Linked DNA regions of Mus musculus: regions 2 and 3 are each linked to region 1. The links are chromatin contacts, called in public HiChIP or PLAC-seq and Micro-C maps. All regions are on one chromosome and are shown on one strand. The core of a region is the stretch at or near the end of the contact, and the rest is flanking DNA. Distances in the headings are between cores, read along the strand shown.

Region 1 (3,618 bases), core at 594-3,093:
ATATATGTATATGACAAATATGTATGTAGAGGGATATTATAAATTCACTTTTCAGTAGGCTATCCTTTGTAAAACAAGTTGAAGAGACATGTATTTAGGTTTTTTAAAAAAGATATTTACAAGTATCTGTTTAGTTCTTGAGTTCTAGGTAGTGACTAGAATTTGAATAATGAAAGGTGTGTTTAGTCACATCACATGTCCAGTTACATGCCCAGTCATATGCCCAGTCCGTCAGTCACATGACCATTTACATGACAGTCACATGACCAGTCAGTTACATGCCCAGTCAGTCATCCACATGCCCAGTCAGTCACATGCCCAGTCACATGACAGTCACATGCCCAGTCACACGACAGTCACATGCCCAGTCACATGACCAGTCTGTCACATGTCTAGTCAGTTACATGCCCAGTCACATGCCTAGTCACACTCATTTGGTTCTGAGTTTGAGAAACATGGTTTCATATAATAGCCATGTGCTTAGTCAGGTGTTTTAAAGGCAAGCAAGAACAGTGTTCTTGCTTTGTGCTGAGAACTCCTGATAATGTCAACCATGGACTGAAGATGGGCTCATTTCCACGCAGCCCTTCAAAGTCTTAACGAAATTAACTGTGTTCAGCTGGCCATGGTGCTGCACACCTGCAATCCCCAGCAGTTGGAAGGCTGAGGCAAGGGATTGTGAGTTCAAAGCCAGGAGAAGCTATGACTAGGCTAGATGCTAACACTCTTTGGGAACAAGGGTATGGTAGAGTGAAACCCTGTCTGTAGCCCAGGCTGGCCTCAAACTGACTGCTTGCAGTCCTCCTGACTCAGTCTTCAAGAGTGTTGGGATTCTAAGTGTGAGCTAACAAGCGAACCAAATGAAATCAAATCAAATCAAACAATCAACCTTAATTCAGTGTGATATCTCTTAAAAGGACCTAGAATTATGCGTTTTTTTAAAAATATATGTTCAAGTTCCTATTCCATTTTCTTCATTCTTTGTAGCTTAATGTTACTTACTCATTCAGTAAAAGTGAAGTTTTCTGTATGTTCAGAAAAACAGAAAGAGTACCTGGGAAGAGGCAGATGGAGAGACACAGAGGACTCCTGTAGCCTTTGCCCCATAGTCTTTTAGCAAAATCTAACATGAACATTTCTATACCTGAGTGAAGACCAGTCCACTGCAAGTCTGTGTGGGCCGCCAAAGAGGCTATTTCACACGAAGGATAGGTCCTTTATTCTGAATAAAAGGCACCCTTTTGCAAATGCTTTTATTTGATTCTTAAATCCGGGCCAGTGTTTTGACGTGGAGAAGGGGCATGCCATGTAAGGCCCCTTGTGGGTCCTAATATACGACAGTATTCAGGGAAGCTAAATGATCCAGCATCACAGATTACAACTAAGATTACAGCCCCTGTGAGAGCCAAGAGCCTGTCAGGTCTGCCGGGCTTCCGTCTGTGTAGTGCTGGGCACTGCTGTGAGCAGAAAGAATGTCTAAGCTTAATTTCCTAGTGTTTCTAGGCCCCCGTGATTGAGTTAGTAGTCCCTGGATCTAGTCAGTTCACACTAGTTACAGCTGGTAATCCACACTCTCACTAGTCTCATGTCCTGCTTTCTTAGTCTTGCTGCCAATGAATGATGCCTCTCTGTTTAATGGTCAAGAAGATGAGCGCAAAGGCAATGTCTCCCAGCTGGTAGTGAGAATGTGTCCCTCAAATGAGTAGCTCTCTTGGCATCCTCACTGTTTCTGGTCATGGGAATATTAGGAGTGTGATCCTACATTCCTGTGCCTACACATCAGTGGAGCAGGAACGTGGCTGTGGTTAGGAGTCTGTTCCCAAGTGCCAGCAAATCACATGACTGTCATTTCACAACTGAATAATCGTGGGCTCTCCCCCTGAGCACCAGCGCCCTGAAGGCTGTCTGTACTGGCTAACTGAACAGGGATGCTACATAGCTGATTCCGAGCACTGATCAACAGCTCAAAGCCAGGGAAGATCCAGTGTGTCTTCCTACTGGGGACCAGGTAGTTTCCTTGGTAGGAAGCTAATTCCCAACTTTCAGATCCACTTGGAACATGAGAGTCTCTTGTTCACGTTGGTTCATCACCCTGGAAGAAAGCCACAAACATATATAGACAATTCAGCCTGGATTTCTGTTGTAGCTTTCCTCAGACTGGAAAACACCTGATCCAAAAGGCTCGCAGTGAGTCAGAATGCAGTCAGGAGGCCTGGAGTTGAAACCTGTAGGGTCCCTACTAATGTCATTGAATTATGTCCCCTCTCTTCAAATTAACCAGTTTTAAAATAATAATATTAAAATAATAATTCAACCAGGTTTAGTGGTGCATACCTTTAGACCTAGCACTCCAGTGGCAGAGGCAGACAGATCTTTGCGAGTTCAAGGCCACCCAGAGCTATGTACTGAGCCCCTCCCTCAAGTTAAGGTGAGTACATTTAGAGACATTGCATTTTAAAGAGAGAATTAAGTTAAAAGGCTATTACGGTGGGTTCTAATCTACTCACATTGAAGTCCAAAGGAAACTTAAACCCAGAGACAATAGAAGAGAAGCAAGACAGTGTAAGCCTGCAATCCCAGCATCCATGCAGAGGAGGGGACAGTCAAGGTCATCTTTGAAAATGTAATAAGATCTCCAAAAGCACGCAAAAGGCAAGAGACTACAGGAATATGTGTGTGCATACAGAGAAAATGACACATAGGTTGCTGAGGGGAGGGCATGAGGAGGAGGAAATCTCCTGCAATAGAGAATAAGGGCTTCAGAAAAAACCCAGCCCAATAGCATCTCAACCTTGACTTGTAGCCTCTAGAACAGGGGAAAATAACTCCAGTTCTTTGAAGTCAACAGTGTATATGCTGTTATGACAGAGTAAGTGAGCTAACACAGTCCTCTGGACAATCGGGTGTCCCTGCACATGTCCTTGAGGTCTCTGAGATGAGCTTTTCTTCACCACTTAATCTGGAAAGTATGGATTTATAGTCTGCAAAGGGTCGGGGCTGCCTCTACCTGGCAAGTATCATTCCCCCAGAATGACCAGCAGGTGGCGCAGGATCTCCAAACATAGGTTCTGGCCAGGGATCCTTTGAATCCTAAATGTTACAAGCTCACTACTACTGTGTCTTTCACGTGGGACGGATGGGAAATTTTGGCCTTTGTCTGAGAGTTCTGTGTTCTTCAACCCCGCTTCCCAACTTCACAACTTCGTTGTGTGGATATATAAGAGGTTTCCTATCCCTACTCCCCCAAATGTTTCTCTTTCGACCTCTTTACTCTTTCCTTTATGATACCTTTCCTTTGCCAAATACACGACACTGCTCTAAGCAGCCATTGCTCTGAACACTTTCCATATACTATCTTTCTGATTGATCCTGTTTCACAGGGAAGAGTAGCTGACAGACAAGGAATTGTAGTCAGTTAAGATCATCAAGCGTCCCAACTAAAAGTAGAAGGACTTTTGTACCACAACCAGCTAATACAATTTTTTTCTAAAAAAGTGATTTGATCAATAAGACTATTTCAACTCATGGCAGTGAAGTCTCTGCTGACTGAGAGAAGAGCTGAGGTCTTAACATCACTTTTTCTAGAAGACTACGAAATGAGGGTACATCAAGCTTCAG
Region 2 (3,646 bases), core at 859-3,358, 95 kb after region 1:
AGAGAACATAAATGTTAAGACAATAATGATTTGTATAAGCCTACAAAATTTCCATTATTCAGGCACTCATCATAGACACAAATCACCATGGAACAATCAGACAAACAAACAAACAAAAAGATTGTGATTTTTCTTTCTTAAAACAGACTCAGTTTCTTAATTGTCAATACTCTGCTTCTATATGGAGATTCTTACACCATGAAAAGGAAACATCTGTAGGGAGAGTTCAAGATACTGGCCAGAAGATTCTTTGCTTCTAAAACTCACCATGAGTTTTAGAATAGAGCAGAGAGACAGCTATATCACGGTCCTTGCAACAAACGCTTGCTAGTGTATGCAATGGTGTCATCGTTTGGAGGCTAATTATGGGATGGATCCCTGAATATGGCAGTCTCTAGATGGTCCATCCTTTTGTCTCAGCTCCAAACTTTGTCTCTGTAACTCCTTCCATGGGTGATTGTTTCCAATTCTAAGAAGGGACAACTTTGGTCTTCATTCTTCTTCAGTTTCATGTTTTGCAAATTGTACCTTATATCTCACTATACTAAGTTTCTGGGCTAATATCCACTTATCAGTGAGTACATATCATTTGAGTTCTTTTGTGATTGTGTTACCTCACTCAGGATGATGCCCTCCAGGTCCAACCATTTGCCTAGGAATTTCACAAATTCATTCTTTTTAATAGCTGAGTAGTACTCCATTGTGTAAATGTACCACATTTTTTTGTATCCATTCCTCTGTTGAGGGGCATCTGTGTTCTTTCCAGCTTCTGGCTATTTCAAATAAGGCTGCTATGAACATAGTGGAGCATGTGTCCTTCTTACCCGTTGGGACATCTTCTGGATATATGCCCAGGGGCCTAGCAAACACAGAAGTGGATGCTCACAGTCAACTATTGGATGGATCACAGGGCCTCCAATGGAGGAGCTAGAGAAAGTATCCAAGGAGCTAAAGAGATCTGCAACCCTGTAGGTGCAACATTATGAACTAACCAGTACTCCGGAGCTCTTGTCTCTAGCTGCATATGTATCAAAAGATGGCCTAGTCGGCCATCACTGGAAAGAGAGGCCCATTGGACTTGCAAACTTTATATGCCCCAGTACAGGGGAACACCAGGGACAAAAAAATGGGAATGGGTGGGCAGGGGAGGGGGGTGAGGGGGGAACTTTTGGGATAGCATTGGAAATGTAATTGAGGAAAATACGTAATAAAAAAAACAGAAAAAAAAAGAATAGAGCAGAGAAGCAGATGGTTCATGCATGGGATAGAGAAACAGAGCAACAGGCATTCTCCACCGAAGAGACATGTAGAATAAATAAACTTCCTATTCTGTCAGTCCTAAGTGCGACATCCTACTGTTCACTTGGTCTTCTCGTTCTGGACTCACTGAGATCGTTAGCCTCTGAGATACTAGGAAAGGAAAGGAAGACTAGAGTACACTCAGCTCCTCTGCGGTATGGAGACTTAATTTTTAAAATAATTATTTGGGATGAAACTTGGGCTATCTTTAATTTCAATCATCTATCTCTTTTTTTCTGCATGTTTATTATTATTTATATTACTATATCATAAAATTAAGTATTTGATGGTCTTACCAAATAAGTCTTTTAAATAAAGCATAAAAGTGTACACTCGGATATAATTCCTTCATTATGATCTTTGCTGGAAGTGAAAAGATTAAGCCCAAGATGTTTTAGGTTAAGTTCCCTCATAAAAAAAAATCTCCATTTGTGTTTCAAAAGTGGTTTGTGAAGGCACATAAGTGAACTTAAGTACTTATGCCATTTCCCTCTTTTGCTTTAAAAACTAAGGAATTTTGACAACTTAAGAAGAAATTGCACCCAACATTTCCCCACAAGAACTGAGAGTTCTGCAAAGGGAGGTATGTATGTATGTATATGTATATATATAGTAACAACAAGAGCATAATAGCATTAGTGGGACAAAGGGGAAACCCTTGAAGACCAGTAGAAATGTCATAAGTGTGTCCCATGCCAAGGTAGGAATGCAAGAACTCTGCCATTCCACATTCCTTCGGCATTTCTGCCTAGAGGTGTGGCCATGTGGTAATAGAGTGGAAGCGATTTCATCAGCTGAACCGGAGCCCTCTTGGCACAGGGTTCTATGTCTCTCTATTCCAGCAAGCAGCCTACCCCCTGGGAGCAAAGCAGGCTGCATATCTGTAATTTCTAATTATAGGACGGCACCCAGACAAGACTTAGCTGGTGGTTGGGAACTACCCTTCATCATTAATCCCTTTACCTGGTACAAGCTCAAGTCCACACATTGGCAAAGAGAACTCATTATTATAGCATTTGGAGGCTTCCATTCAAAACTGGAAGCTTTGGGAAGAACGATGCTAACACATGTGTTTAAAGATCAATAGATATCTACTTATTTGTTCAGAACTAATGTAAAGCAATATAATCCCTTTTATCTTATTAGTATGGTCAGGAAAGAAACACAGTCTGAATGTTTCCAAGGACTAAACTTAATACTTTAAGGCAGCCAACATATGATGCATGGGTTTATAGGTGCCCCTCCTCTTCCTTCTTCACCTGGTCTAGTCACTCTGCAAGCACACCCGTGGCACCTTGGACTGTTGGCACCAATGTATTGTGGTACTAATCTGCGAACTCAAGTGAGCAATTGATTAGAACCTACATGATTTTAAAGGAACCATGAGTAAAAGACGTATGTCAGTGTTTGGTTAATATTGAATGGATGATCCAAAGCAAAGGATATCACAAAGATGAATCCTTTCTGCTATTCTTTAATTATATTTTTCAGAATTAAATGTTACTCTATGAATCTGGGGAGGGTGTAGCTTGGTAAATAAATTGTTTGCTGTTTAAGAGTGAGGGCAGGCAGCCATGGTGGCCTTCCTGTGATCCCAGTGTACAGGAGATAAAGATGTAAGATTTCTAGGGCCAAACTGTCCAGTTTGACTAGATCAATTGATGAACTTGAAACTTAGTAATAAACTCTGCCCTAGTAAAGAAAGTGAAGCACAGTTGAAGAAGATGCCTGATGTCAACCCCAGGCCTGTGGAACACACGCACACACACACACACACACACACACACATTCATGTATACACACACATGCATATACACACATGCATACATACAGAGACACACACTAATGGGCTCCAATACATATACCACTCACATACATACAAACACACACACCTCACCACCACCACACCACCAAATATATACATGTAGAGAAATCTCATCTCAAAAATAAAACTGAAAGTTGAAATAAATGTTATATAAATTCACTCTTTACATTTATATAGCTGAAATTTGGCTAAGGATATACTAATTTGACCATATATGTACCGGTTGTTTTTGGTTGGTTGGTTGGCTGATTGGTTGTGTGTGTGTGTGTGTGTGTGTGTGTGTGTGTGTGTGTGTGTGTGTGTATGTGTGTGTGTGTGCGTGCGTGCATGTATGTGTGTGTATGTGTGATTTCAAAGGCTATTACAAACTGTTTTGATGATCGTTTAATTTTAAGTGAGAATAAACAACAGTTTGGAGTGTGCACTTAAAGCTAACCTAAAGATCGTGTTAAAGCTGTTGATGAACGTTGTCAAAAGAAATGCTTTTTAAGTGATGTGAAGCTTTTTATAAAACCCAGAGCT
Region 3 (3,618 bases), core at 683-3,182, 130 kb before region 1:
GTGGTGAATGTGTCCCCAATCCAACCATCATGCACTCCACCCACCACCTAGTTTTTCTTCCCAAGCCATCTCTGCCTCATCTGTTCTTTCTGTAGAGTGCAGACCAGAGGCTGGGTGTCCATTTGCATCAACCACCAACTCACTGCTGAGGCTTTGCTTGCTCTCTCCTGCTCAGAACCTGGAAATTTGAATATTTAGAGCTCACAGCTACGTCCAGGACTTTTAAGGTCTCTCCCCCGCACCTCCCCCCCGCCCCCCTGCAGTGCCTTAATTCTATTTACATTTGTTTCTTATAAGAACTAAGAAATATCCTTTTCTCCATCAAATTCAGGACTGTGTCTTGGTTTGGATTCCCCCAGGGGAGGAACAAAGAGTAAAAGAAGGCATTGAGTTAAATTAACTTATGTGTAGCCAGGCAGTGGTGGCACATGCCTTTAATCCCAGCACTTGGGAGGCAGAGGCAGGCGGATTTCTGAGTTCGAGGCCAGCCTGGTCTACAAAGTGAGTTCCAGGACAACCAGGGCCTCACAGAGAAACCCAGTCTCGGAAAAAAAAAATGTTATGTGTGATGGGATCCCGGTGCAGAAGTGAAGGAGTAGAGAGGGGCTCCTACTCCTAGATAATTCCCAAGAAGATATCTGCAACTGGAATCTGTTTGCAAAGGAAAAATTGGTTTTTCCCAGTGAACTCTCACTGGCTGTATTATCCACAATTAAGGGCAGGACCCCAAGCCCAGCAGTAGCTGGACAGCACAAAACAAACTCAAGGGTTGGTATCTTTGAAGACTTCTTTTCTCATATTAGTTTGATTTGGGCATTTTTGGGGGAGTCTTACTGGTCTTTTGTTTGTATATTTCAGTTTCTGATTTTCTGCTTTTGTGGCTGTGCCTGTGTGTTATTGTTTTTGTTTTGTTTTGTTTTCTTTTGTTTTTTTTAGTTTTGGTTATTTGTTTTGTTCATCTGACTGTTTTCTAAAGGAAGAGAATAAAAGGCTGTGGAGTTAGGTGGGTAGGATCTGAGGGGTTGGGGAAGGGAAAATATGATCAGGACATGGTGTAAGAAAAGTTAACTCCAATTAAATTACATGTGGACACTAGAAATAGTCCTAATAATGATTTGCAAAGTCACCCTAGAGACACAGCACAGGGGAGAAACCTGAGCCCAAGAGGGGAAGGAGGATAATGTATGTGCATAATCATACCAGTTACTTCTTCCAGCCTGAAGATCAGTCTTGCAGAGAGCTCTGAACTATGGCACAGAACACATATCAGGGGCTGGTGAGGTGGTTCACTGGGTAAAAAACACTTACACACAAACCCAGAGTTCTGGCCTGAGTTTGATTGCCAGAATGCAAGGTGGAAAGAGATTCAAACTCCCAAAAGTGATCCTCTGATCACCATGGTCCTTATGAGCAATCTCTCTCTCTCTCTCTCTCTCTCTCTCTCTCTCTCTCTCACACACACACACACACACACACAAACACACACACATATTTTATTAATCCTATTTGAGGTCTCAAATGCAGGGCAATGAAGCCAGGATATTTTCCCCCTGACTTCCCGTCTGTTACATTATCTCCTTCTTCCTTCCCTCCTCATATTCTCAATGAATCCAGAGGCAAGGGATCATAAATAGGCCCAGCAGCAGCTTTCGGCAACCAGAAGTCACTGCTGAGCAGGCAGGCAGGTAAACCACCTGGGACAAAGAATGGCAACAGTCTTTCAAGAGGTTCATAGAAGGCTGGGTCTGCTGCTGTAACAAGAACAAGCTCGGAGGTGCTTCAGTCTTCAGTGTCCATGCGCAAAGCTCTGGTGATGAAGACTTCCAGGAACTTGCAATTTGTAGCATGGCAACAAAACCATCTCCTGATACGTGTTAGTGCCAAGCAAGCCAAACAGCAATCAAGTGTTTCTCTGATTCCCTCAGGGTTCTAGAAGTGAAACATTTCCTTCCTGCACACACATCCCTTTCTCCCAGTGGATTTCTTTCCTCTATTCTAGCTGCCCCTTCTCAGACTTTTGAAAAGGCAATTATAACTACTCTTCCCATCCATGAAAACACTAAATTTGTATGTATTTTTGTGTACCATGGAATGCTTACACACACACACACACACACACACACACACACACACACACACACACACATAGTATAGACTTCAGTGACACTAACTGTGCCTTATTTGCTTTTAAGCTAAACCAGAAATCCTCATGACTGTGGAAAACAGCACCATGGATGTCTTAGGAGAGGTGAGTCACAGCGAATTCTTTGAATACCCATACTATTACATGCCAAGCTGTGTCAGATTGCCTGGCTGCCAGGAACATTCCCTCAAAAGACCTTATTCCTTGGCCCTTAGCCACTTAACTGCTGCTGTGAAGGCAAGCTGAGGTGACTGGAAACTGCAGAGAAATCCTGGCTTTGACTTACTGCTCTCAGAAGGCGTGGGCTGAGGCCTTAGGTCTTACTTTCCTGGTGTGTGTGTGTGTGTGTGTGTGTGTGTGTGTGTGTGTGTGTGTGTGTGTAGAAAGGGGGTTCAATTGTTTAAATGTCTCTGAGATTAAAAACTGAGGGAAAGTGGGACAAAAACCAGTGTGAGTCCTGGTGGAAGTTGACTTTTAATTTGTTATTCTCCCGAGTTCTCCTTCCCATTGCCTTGAGAAGAGGAATGGGGCCCTCCCGTCCTCCTCCCAAACCTGCCTATTTCCCTGGCAATAAGAGAAAGGGCGGGAGAAAGGGAGAAGCAGAACACGATGCTCTGAGTTTGCCCCTTCAGAGTAGCTCTTGGCCTCTAGTCACTGCATCCGAACACATTACTTCATTTCTCTGTAGTCAGTTCTCCATTTATATGACATACCAAATAATAATATCTGCTTGTTGTGGTCAATAATGAAATCAATGTCTGAGTAATTCTTAAAGGAGTATGTGGCATGAAGGAAAATGGTCAATAAATATTGCTGCTGTTAGCAATGCTATTCTGGGGGGAGTGTGGTTTTGGTTTTTTTGTTTGCTTTTGGTTTTTTGGTTTTTTGTTTTTTTGTTTTTTGTTTTGTTTTGGTTAGGTTTTTTAATACACATTTTCTTTGTGTAGCTTGTGCTATCCTGGAACTTGTTTTGTAAACCTCACACTGCCTCTGAATCCCAAGTGCTGGGATTAAAGGCATGCACCACCATGACCCACAACACTATTGCCTGTTTTAATTTGCTGTCTTGTGACTTCACCTAAGCTTTTCAAAACCCAAAGTAAAATAAACATTCTCATGTATTTTCTGTTACGTGGTATGAAAAAAATATATTTTACCTGCTTTTCACCCTGAGAATATTATGATTTTTGTTCTTCTGGATATCAGTAATGTAGTTCCATAGCTTCGTATAAACCATAACTCAAATTCTGTGTGTTGACCCTGAATGACCATAACATATATTATCCAAGTATCTGTGTCTATTAATTGGTATTATAATGTTTAACATAATAAGGACAGATTTAATCATTTAAGTTCTGTTCCAATTAAGTCCTAAGTTTATCAATGGGCTTCACTCATTTTAGTGGCTTCAATAAAACAAATAACCCAACAATACAGATATCAATAGATGTTTTTGCTTCTTCTTAGAACCTCTT

The links. A called contact is a pair of places that touch in the nucleus more often than the background predicts. HiChIP or PLAC-seq counts read pairs in DNA pulled down with a chosen protein or histone mark.
Region 2: a contact with region 1 is called in a KLF4 HiChIP or PLAC-seq map of embryonic fibroblasts, with 10 read pairs. The contact joins two enhancer-like sites. A contact is called at or near these places in 16 of 39 promoter capture datasets (the 3T3-L1 cell line, 3T3-L1-derived adipocytes, cranial neural crest and 9 more), 1 of 15 datasets of contacts at CTCF or cohesin (the NIH/3T3 cell line), 19 of 484 Hi-C or Micro-C datasets (the AML12 cell line, the C2C12 cell line, the HL-1 cell line and 11 more), 6 of 115 datasets of contacts at active chromatin or transcription factors (embryonic fibroblasts, extraembryonic endoderm stem cells, kidney and 3 more) and 3 of 9 other capture datasets (adipose tissue, liver and pancreatic islet).
Region 3: a Micro-C map of the HL-1 cell line shows a contact between it and region 1, with 5 times the contacts expected there. The contact joins two enhancer-like sites. A contact is called at or near these places in 1 of 39 promoter capture datasets (liver), 12 of 484 Hi-C or Micro-C datasets (the HL-1 cell line, the P5424 cell line, double positive thymocytes and 5 more), 1 of 115 datasets of contacts at active chromatin or transcription factors (CD8 T cells) and 1 of 9 other capture datasets (liver).

What each region holds. Positions count from the first base shown.
Region 1 is chr16:45,967,111-45,970,728 of GRCm38.p6, reverse strand. All of the region lies in intron 3 of Plcxd2 (phosphatidylinositol-specific phospholipase C, X domain containing 2), which reads left to right. It overlaps Gm15638 (predicted gene 15638), which reads right to left. Exons shown (of 3, transcript NR_152226.1): 3 at 1-2,092. Among named protein-coding and RNA genes, the nearest start is that of Gm15638, 23 kb to the right of the region's middle. Within about 2 kb of position 1,843, at least 73 of the 459 cell types and tissues checked have an H3K27ac peak or open chromatin away from gene starts, as enhancers often do. A contact at or near this core is called in the C2C12 cell line, the HL-1 cell line, embryonic fibroblasts and 1 more, where this site is marked.
Region 2 is chr16:45,872,038-45,875,683 of GRCm38.p6, reverse strand. It overlaps a transcript of Phldb2 not described here. Among named protein-coding and RNA genes, the nearest start is that of Phldb2, 29 kb to the right of the region's middle. Within about 2 kb of position 2,108, at least 33 of the 459 cell types and tissues checked have an H3K27ac peak or open chromatin away from gene starts, as enhancers often do. A contact at or near this core is called in the C2C12 cell line, embryonic fibroblasts and pancreatic cancer cells, where this site is marked.
Region 3 is chr16:46,093,370-46,096,987 of GRCm38.p6, reverse strand. Cd96 (CD96 antigen) reads left to right here. Exons shown (of 15, transcript NM_032465.2): 5 at 2,193-2,248. Among named protein-coding and RNA genes, the nearest start is that of Cd96, 25 kb to the left of the region's middle. Within about 2 kb of position 1,932, at least 76 of the 459 cell types and tissues checked have an H3K27ac peak or open chromatin away from gene starts, as enhancers often do. A contact at or near this core is called in the HL-1 cell line and embryonic fibroblasts, where this site is marked.